Linked DNA regions of Mus musculus: region 2 is linked to region 1. Evidence: chromatin contacts called from public promoter capture Hi-C data. All regions are on one chromosome and are shown on one strand. The core of a region is the stretch at or near the end of the contact, and the rest is flanking DNA. Distances in the headings are between cores, read along the strand shown.

Evidence for each region. Promoter capture Hi-C pulls out the DNA fragments that hold promoters and counts their contacts.
Region 2: a contact with region 1 is called in a promoter capture Hi-C map of pre-B cells, with 3 times the contacts expected there. The contact joins the promoter of Epsti1 here to the promoter of Lrch1 in region 1.

What each region holds. Positions count from the first base shown.
Region 1 is chr14:74,945,856-74,950,768 of GRCm38.p6, reverse strand. It overlaps Lrch1 (leucine-rich repeats and calponin homology (CH) domain containing 1), which reads left to right and starts at 2,892. Exons shown (of 19, transcript NM_001252132.1): 1 at 2,892-3,385. The coding sequence starts at 3,109.
Region 2 is chr14:77,902,569-77,907,450 of GRCm38.p6, reverse strand. Epsti1 (epithelial stromal interaction 1 (breast)) reads right to left here and starts at 3,212. Exons shown (of 12, transcript NM_029495.2): 1 at 2,787-3,212. The coding sequence starts at 2,965.

The DNA of each region.
Region 1 (4,913 bases), core at 1,643-4,142:
GAGCCAGCCAGTAAGAAGCATTCCTCCAACGACTGCTTCAGCTCCTGCCACTGCTCTGACCTCTCCTCAGGATGGCTAAGCTCTAAGCGTAAACCTTTTTTTTTCTCTAAATTACTTTTTGCCGTGGCGTTGATCACAGCATTAGAAAGCAAAGCAGGGCAGTGCATGTTCATTGTGTAAGATTGTAGATTTTCATAATGACATTTTTGTTAAAGTTAGCTATGTTCTTTTCTCATATCTCCTCCCATTATCTTCTCTGGTGTCCCATCAAACAAGTCCCCCTTCTCTTCCCAGATAGGCCCCTTTCTCGGTCATCAACTCTCTGTGTTAGAGTATTTGTCTTCCTGAGTCTGGCATATATTGCACAGTATGCTGAACTCTGGATCTATCCATTTCCTCGCAAATGACACAATTTTGTTCTTCCTTATGACTGAACAAAACTCCGCTGTGTATATAATACTGCCTATTCTTTATTCAGATGCCCAGGCTGATTCTATAACTTGTCCATAGAGCCACAGATGTGTGTGTATTTGTAGTGTATTGGCTTAGGCTCCTCTGGGTGTATTCTCTAGAATGCTGCAGCTGGATCAGAACTCTTTATACAGATGTTCTGTTTTTTTTATTTTAATTTTCTTTTTATTTTCTGCACCTGGCATTCTGTCTTTATCTTTCAATATTCCACCACAGTATATAATATAATATCAGAATGTGGTTCTACCTTTATTTTAGTTTTGGAAGACCCTTCATGTTGATTTCCACAGTGGCTATACTAGTTGATGTTATTGCTAAAGGGACCTAAGTCTTCCTTCCCCTCCTCTCCTTCATTCTCATCAGTATCCGATGCTGTTTGTTTTAGTGCTAGCCATTTTATCTGGTGGTAAGATGTATTCTCATTGCAGTTTTGATTACAGCTCCCCCTGGTTAAGGACTCTGAACATATTTTGCATCTTTTTTTTTTTTAAATTATTTGTACTTTATCTTTTGAGAAGTGTCTGTTCATTTCATCTGCCCATTTGTTGACTGGATAGATTTCTTGGGTGTTTAATATTTTTCTGTCATTCTTTTAACATCCTAGATATTGACAACCTAAATTTCAAATGATGCTGGGTAGTCAAAACAATACTGAACAAAAAAGGTAATGGCTGGAGGAATGGCAATAGAAGATTCTAAGTATCACAGAACTGCAGGAAGAAACACAGCATGGTGTTGCCACAAAACCACGTAACTCAAAGGAGCAGAAGATTCAGGAATGAATCAGTGCAGCTGCACCTAAGGCTACCTCACTAGGTACCCAAAGCACACACCAGAGAAAAGAAGGTCTCTGGCACATCGCGCTGGGAAAGCTAGATTCTGCATGTGGAAGAATTAAACTGGATCTCTGTATCTTGCCCTGCCCAAAGATCAATTCAAAATGGATCAAAGCACTTAATATAACACTCAAAAACCTTAAATGGTCAAAGGAAAACAGGAAAAAACCCTCCATGATGCAGGAATTGGGAAGGATTCTCTGAAAAGAGCCCTAAGCTCACAGGAAATGATTACAAAAACTGTCAAGCAAGATTGAATGAAATGAAAATGCTTCTACACCACAAAGGAAGCAACAGATCGAAGAGACCGCCTACAGAACAGGGTGAAAACAAAACTAAGCTTAAGGCACAGTTTATGAAATCATAGAGACTTGAAGGAAGTGGAGCCAGAGAGGAGGAAGGTGGTGGGGGGTGAGGGCGGCACACCACTAGGTGGCGCCTGTTTCTTCCGGAATAAGTAGGATTTGCTCTCAGCCTGGAATCTCAGGAATTAAGGGGTAGCCCTGTAGCGAAGTCCATGCAAGTGACATAGATCATGTCATACTTAGTGCTGAGCCCAAGAAGTCATTAGGTCCACGCGGCTGCCTAGACTATCACAGATCTGCATTACTGTAGTATGTATGATAAAGTTGTATCATGTCCATACTTCACTCCAGCCTCATTTCTCCAAGCCGAGTCACTCCATAGAGACTATCAAGCTTTGGGTCCCAGGCTGTTAAGGTGTGGGAAGGGAATGGAGGCTTTATCAGTCTTCCAGCTGGGTGGCTTTAGGTGACACAGGTCCTCTGGCTCTTCCATGGGGTGCAAGGCCTGGCTCAGGCGCCCACTGTAGGTCAACCCATGGCAGAAGATTTGTTTGCAATCAGACAGTTCAGTTCCCATGCCTCACATGAATAAGAAGGTGGCGCACCCGGAACATTTCATAGTACCTAGGCTTAGGTTTAAGATATGACCTTTGTGATCACTAGGTCTTTGGCGTTCTAACGCTTGGAGTAATAATTTGGGTATTTTATCATAAAAATTACCCTTTCTCAAAGCCCTTCCTCTATAGATTTGTCTATTTGCCCTGAAGTCTTTCTTGTTCCTGTGGTCTGTAGTGAAGGTGCAAAATTTTGGTGACTGTGGGCTGCGTGTTCGAATTCTGCAGGGGTGATCGCGGCTCGCTTTAACTTCCTCTCGCTGAAGGAAGCAATTTTTCCACTCACAGATTTCCTGGATTTAGTGAGAGATTTTGTATGGTAAGCACCTAAATGCCAGGGGGCGTCCGTGAGGGTAAACCCACAGTGGAAAAACTGCTTTTGGGGGCAACTCTGGATCAATCAACCAGAACCACTCTCCTCCCTGTGACCTTGTATTCCAAATCTTGTCTCCCGCCTCGCCTGGGTTTTCATAAACGGCTTAAAAAAAATCCCAGAAGACAAAAACGAAACCGACAAAATACCCTGGCCCGCAGATGTGTAAACTACAAGGGGTCGGGCTGGAGAGAAAGTCACCCAGAATGTGCATCCAGTTCCAGCCAGCTTCGGGGGTGGAGCGCCAACAAGCTGCGGAGGAGGAGCGGCGGGCGGGGGCGCGAGCACGAGCAGACACAGGCGCGCCACCGCTGCCGTCGCTGCCGCCGCCGCAGCCCTTGGCTCCCCCGGCTGGAAACCTTGGCGATCGAACTGCTGCCTCCACCTCTGCGCCGCTTGCCGCCCCTCCCGCAGTCCCGCGGCTTTCGAGGGAGCGCTGCGGGGACTCGGGACCGCCGGGGAAACCTGTGACCCCGCGCAGGAGCGGCGGGGCGGGGGACCGGGAGAAGATGGCGACGCCGGGAAGCGAACCCCAAGCTTTCGCGCCCGCTCTCTCGGTAACCGCCCTGCACCCGCATCTCCACCAGCACCACCAACACCACCAACACCACCAGCACCACGGAGGCACCGGCGGCACCGGCTTCAACCTGCCCTTGAACCGTGGTTTGGAGCGCGCGCTGGAGGAGGCGGCCAACTCTGGGGGCTTGAACCTGAGCGCCAGGAAGCTGAAGGAGTTTCCCAGGACTACGGCCCCGGGACATGACCTCTCGGACACGGTTCGGGCAGGTGAGACAAGGCCGGGGCTGGCCACGCGTGTGCGAGCCGGGCTGTCGCTCCTTCCCGCCGGGCCCGAATGTGTTACTAGATTGGCTCGGCAGGAGCGGGTTCTGCAACGAGCACGGTGGTTGTAGCGGGCACGGTGGTCCTCCTGGCCCCGGCGACCTGCGACCGTGGTGCAGGAGCGCAGGGATGCGCCTAGGAGCTGTTCCTGGCGCGCGGGAAGTGGGGGCATCTCGGGCGACCGCGAGCAAGTCCAGAACACGAACCAAGTCGTGGACCTCTACATGGAAGCATTCTGCGTCCTGGTGGGTGGGGAAGGCCAGACAAAGGTGGCCGGCCGTCGGCTAGCCCTGTCCTCTCCGCGTAGTGTCGGGGCCCCGGCCTCCGCGCCGCGCGACCGTGGCTTGCTGCAGCCAGAGAGGCGGTGCCAACCTTGGTTCTGCGCCTGTGCGAGCAGAGGCTGGTGTCTGGCTCTCCGCCCACACATTTTGGTTCCCTCCACCGGGGCTCCCCGGTTCTCACTAACCCCGGTCTTTGCGGGGGCCCTGGAGGGGAAGCGTGGCATAGTAAATGAAAAGTAATTAAAGTGAGCCTGTTTGCCAGTGTGAGCCCGGCAAGTTGTAACCCGCGCCACAGAGCAGCCTGCTTCTTCAAGTTGTGTCATGTGTTGACATATTTTGGAGATGTCTGCTTTCCCTTTAGTAGTCGGAGTTGTGGGAGTGGACCCATAAACAGGAAGGAGGGTGGTGGAAGAGGGTTGGGGCCTTGGGAATCCGTGCAGATCTGACTTAAGTTTCCGACCATATCCTGTTCTGTTCTTTGCGGGACGATTTGTACCCCAGCGAGCGCCTAGCGTTTCCCAGGGCAGTGGGTGCCCCACTTTTGTGCCATTGCCTAGACCTCACGACTGTCGTTGTCTCTTCCGACTTGCATCAGGTCTCTTAGGCTTCTGAATGGCTTGGCTTTCAGATGGGGTCCTTCAGCTACTTATAAAGGAAGACTAGGGGGCGGGGCAGGGGAGCCAGCTGTGGCTTTCGGAGGCTAGGTTTCTGGTTAATTCCATAAACATTTAATCAGGAGACCAATTGAAAATTTAGATGGAGTTCTGAGTCCATTGGAGGCTAGAAGCACTCCTCTGGAGTCATTAAACGGTGATATTTGGGTTTAAGGATTGTCAGGAATGGGTAAGCAGAGGGGAAATTCCAGAACTCAGTTTTCAACAGCTGGAGAGGCTCTTGATAGGACCTCATAGTTACAGCTTCTCAAGTAGAAGTTATTCTAAGAGTCGCCTGAATCATTAACCTTAAAAAGTCACCCCATGTTTTCCTTCCCATCTGCCATAGTTAGAATGGCTGTGTACTGCAGAATGGAGAATCAGAATGCCCCATGCTAACGTGTTCGCGCTATTCAGTAGCAGGCTTAGAGTTATTCCAACACTTCAGTATTACTCATGATTCCTCCCAAGGTTGGGTAGAGTTGGCATGTGTGCTGTGCTGGCATGTCTTTGAGAATACCATTGCTTTAAAAGTAGTGG
Region 2 (4,882 bases), core at 1,963-4,462, 3.0 Mb before region 1:
ACTTAGATCAGATTTAAGACTTCTAATTCTGTATGGCAGGCAGACTAAATCTCTCCATTCCTGTTTTGTGAGACCCAAGGAAATTGTCTCCCCAAGCCTCAACCCTCCTTCATACATTAAAAATACTAGTAAGTGCCTGAGGCAGAACTGGCCTCCAAATGCTGAGCTGTCTCTGCACTCCCCACGATATCACAGCTAGAATAATAGCTGGGAAGCCCTTTGAACTGCTGAAGGGTTGTTAATGCATTTATTTAGGGCCAGCATATAAGAGATCTCTACACGATGGGTTCCATAGACCTAGTGCTGATTCTTACTTGAATGTTCTTTTTTTCTTTTCCTTTTTTTTAATGGATATTTTCTTTATTTACATTTCAAATTTCATCTTACAACTCTCAGGTCATACTCTATCACCAAAAGAAGTCAGGGCAGGGACTCAAGGCTAGAACCCAGAAGCAGAAGCTGATGCAGAAGCCAAGAAGGAGTGATACACACTGGCTTCTTCTAGTGGGTTGCTAGGCCTGCTTTCCCATAGCACTCAGGACCAGGGGTGGCACAACTCGCAGTGAGCTCCGCCCTCCCGTGTTAATCTTCAATCAAGAAAATGCACCACAGGCTTGTCATGGGCCAATCAAGTGGGAGCATTTTCTCAATTAACGTTCCCTCTTCTGAAAGGACTCTAGCTTCTGTCAAATTGGCACAAAACTACCAGAGCACTTGTGTATTTTATTTTGTAAAAAAGGTCTTTTAAGTCAATATGTTTTCTCATGATAGCATCATCAATAAATGGCTGTTACATGAAGTCATGGCTGTCAGCTTGTCAGCATTTACTGAACACTAGCTTAAAGGATGCGATCATGTCACCTTTAGTAATGAGAAAATGGAGGCACATAGTAGCTAAGCATGATATTCAGAGAGCAAGTCACCATAGAATCAGAACTTGAACTCATCGACTAGGCATCAAAGCCTATGATTGTAATCCCCACATTGAATCTGTTGCCCACATGAACTAACAGAAGAAGGTTGCCTACAAATGAGGTTAAAGTTACCTTTGCCACACAAATGCACTATTAAGACACTTAGCATCCTCCTTTCTTATTTTCCATCTCTCTCTCTCTCTCTCTCTCTCACACACACACACACACACACACACACACACACACACACATCTCCTAAATTTTCTCCCCCAGATAAATAAGACCTTCCTAATTTTTTGTTGTTGTGTTAACTGAGATGCCGTTTTGTTTTGCTCTCATGCAAGCCCCTTTACCTACCAACTTAATTAAGGAAGCAACTCAGCGAGTTGACATAGTGAATAAAGATACAAGCTGAATCCAGAGTGGTCCAAACACTCAGATGTTAAGCACCCAAAGGGGAGAGCATTCTCTAATGCTGCTGACTACCGCCAACTCTAATGAAGCAACTGATGTCTTTCAGGAAGTTCTCTAATGTTCTAGCAGCAAACTGTTCCTTTCAGAGGGATTTGGTCCAGCAAGACGAGGGAGCGATTAGCATCCCATCAGAAAACAGAAAGAGACAACTGCTTAGTGCCCACGAGATGAGAGGAGCATACAAAGACGTGCTTATATCTAAATGGATGCTTCCTAATAAAAGGATTTTTATCATTAACTACTCATAAGTGTGAGACCAGTTTATAGACATGTGACTCGGAGTTAATGAACTTCGGTTATGGCAAGATGCCAGTTATTCTGAGAGAAATTCCACAGTCTCTGATTGACTCCCAGATCACCTGCCCCATCTAAGGGTAGCTACCCTGAATGGTATCATAACCTCCCTACCTTCAGAAACGACATGGGGATGAAAGAATCTCTAGTGCTAGTGTGTATTGGTCATAAGGTTAGGTAGCTGTTCCTTAGCAACCAGCATTTGTCTTTCTTGCAACAAAGAAGTCGCTGCAAAGCAGGGAAACTAAAAATAAAACCATTTGTACAGTTCTAATTCACAGAGGCGGCACTTCAAACCATGGTGCTGAGTGGGAAAAAAAAAAGCCCATTCCACCCCGTGCAAGGAGAGGGTCGCTGGTGTTCTACAAAGCTTGCTTTCAAACTTTATATGCCCCAATACAGGGGAACACCAGGGCCAAGAAGTGGGAGTGGGTGGGTAGGGAAGCGGGGGGGGGGGTATAGGGGACTTTCGGGATAGCATTTGAAATGTAAATGAAGAAAATATCTAATAAAAAATTGGGGGGGGGAGCTCGAGTTCAGGATGCCACCGTCAGTCCTTAAACAGCAGATCAAGAATAAACGCCTCCTATGAGTCCCTGCTTTGCTTAGCATGCAATCCAATCTTGAGCGTCTGGGGTCCTCACTCCCAGCTGTACTGATGGAAACTTTAAGTTAGACCATTAGAGAACTTCCAGATAGCTTTAAGGCTATCTGGACCCTCTGCATCACGCTCCTTCTTGCCTTTATTCTAGCATGGTAGTCCCATTTAGAGCCGCCACCCCTTTCTCTAGTAAAGAAAAACTTACTTTCATAAAGAATGAAAAGCCCAGGTTGCATGTATTCATCTTTTAATCCTTGAGCCAGTCTTAAGAATCAGTGGACTGGGGGTGAGAATCTGCTATAAAGGTCTGCAAACAGGCAGGTGCAAGGCATAATAAATCAATTCCTAGGTGATTTTAAAGAGGTAAATGATATATAACTCTTTCAAAATCCCTGTTATTAAGCCTCTGTGATTTCAAACTCCAAAGACCAGGAAGGTACCTGGGGCCTGATTATATTCGGGAACAGGACTTCCTGCTTCCAAGGCAGCTTGCAAATACTTACCTTCCCTGGTCAGCATGCCCCTGCCTCTCCATCTTGGGGCCCTCGGGAGCTGCCACCTCCAAACTCTGTCTCCGGTTTTGCTGCAAGCCCAGCTCCCTGCGCTGCCCAGCTCCAGCGTGGTCCCGAGAGATGGAGGAAGTGCCCAAGCCTGGGCCCACCACCTTACTGCGGGTGTACATGGTCCACAGCCCGTGGGGTCCTGGCCACAGCCTTTGAGGGACGGATGCTGGTAAGGGCTTCTAAGGAGGCTCGAGGAAGGGGTTCTGAAGAGCAAGGAGAGCGGTTTTAACAGCTGAGTTTCGATTTCTCTTTAACCACCCGCTGGGTTCAGAGAACTTCCTCATTCATTCTCTACCCGGACACCCTTGGACTTTCTCACAGGTTAGCTTCCTGGGCTGAGCCTGCCTCTAGCAAGGCTGAAGAACTGAGCTGGTTCACCCAGCTGCAGGTGATCGGGCTCAGGGATTCATAGCCACTGCAGAGAGCACCAGAGATCATTATGATGAGCCTTGGGAAGCTTCTAAGCTGGTGCAAAATAGCCAGAAACCTGGAGAAACTTGAGCTGTTTAAGGGGTGTCCCTGATTTGAGGTCACTGTCAGAAGCTGGACACCCGGGGACATATTACCTTGAGTCCCCATAGATTAGGACAATAACTAAAAGCAATGGAACAGAAAAAGAATAGTTCCGTTTGTTAGTTGTGGCTGCTGTTTGGCGGTCAGAGGAAGTGGAAAGTGAAATCAGAAGAAAGAAAAACAAACAAACAAACAAACAAACAAAACAGCAGAGCTGGAGAGGCGAGCTGAGGGATAGGCAGAGCCGAGGGCCTGTTAGCCTCTCTAAGTGATTGACTAAGCATTCAAAAACCGACGGATTGAATGCCGGTCCTAAGCACAGCTTCCAGTGATCCAGCTCTGTTGAAACGTTAAAAACAAAGACCAGGTTTACAAGACTATTTCCATAGGTCTTGGACTATGTTCTGGCATCCTTTGTTTGTTTAGTTTTGTTTTTAAGGTTCCAGAAAATCCTGATGTGACTGTGTGGCTGGGGTGGTGGTGGTAGGGCATTATGACAGGGCTTCTGCTATAAAATTATGTGGTGTGTACCCATCCAGGTGACGTCCTACGGCAGAGCCTTTCTGCTTGGCAACTGGCCGCCCAGAAGTTTCACTGTCTTGGTTTATTTATTATTGGTGCTTAGAGCAGAAAGACAAATGCATGTTGGATAGCTAATAAGAGAATAAAACTGAAAGGTCGTTAAGTGCAAGTGGTAAAATAGGAAGGGAGAAGGCAGTGGCCATTGGAGTGCATAGTCTGCTGCACACACCACAACGAGGAGGTGTTGGGGCTTGGTTAAGTGGGCCAGAGCGTCTCAAAGCTCAGAGAGGATTAGAACCACATGATGGGTGTGTTAGAACGGGTATGTAGGTGCTTACCCTAGAGTTCAGCTCTGGAGTGGGCCTAAGGAATTGCCCTTCCAACAGTTCTCAGTGAGGCTGATCCAAGACCATTCTATGAACCAGTGCTGAAGGCAATGTAGACGGCAATGGGGGTGGGCCAGCGGGGGAAGAACCGGCAACAGGGGGGTGGAGGCAGGGGCAGGGGGGCTCTCCATAGAGCTTGAGAAAGTCAAAGTGAAGGCGAGATGGAAAAATGAACAGGTTAATAACAGGAAGAAAAACTGAGGACCTGGTTAGTAAAGCTAGGCCAGAGATGTGTATTAGCAGTAAGGCCGCTGTGTGGGAAATACAAAGTAGACATTAAAACCCAAACCAAACTAGAGATAACATAGGTTAAAGAAAACAAACAAAACTAAACAAGCAAATGAACACCAGGGAGAACTGATCCATCCCCAGGGGCAGTGGAGGGAGGGAAGGGAGGCCTTACATCACTCTGAGATCATGGACACATGCTGGCCCCAGGGCAGAGGTAAGTTTGCTTTCTTTGAGGTCCCATTTTCCTCATCTGCACTGTGGGAGCAGAAGTCCCCGTCTCCACCTTGTAAGGTGTTGTGAGGACTAAGGAGATACTTAATATCAATGGTTGTCCGAGTTGAGTTTTGCCTCCAACAGACATTAGGCAAAGCCTAGAGGCAGTTG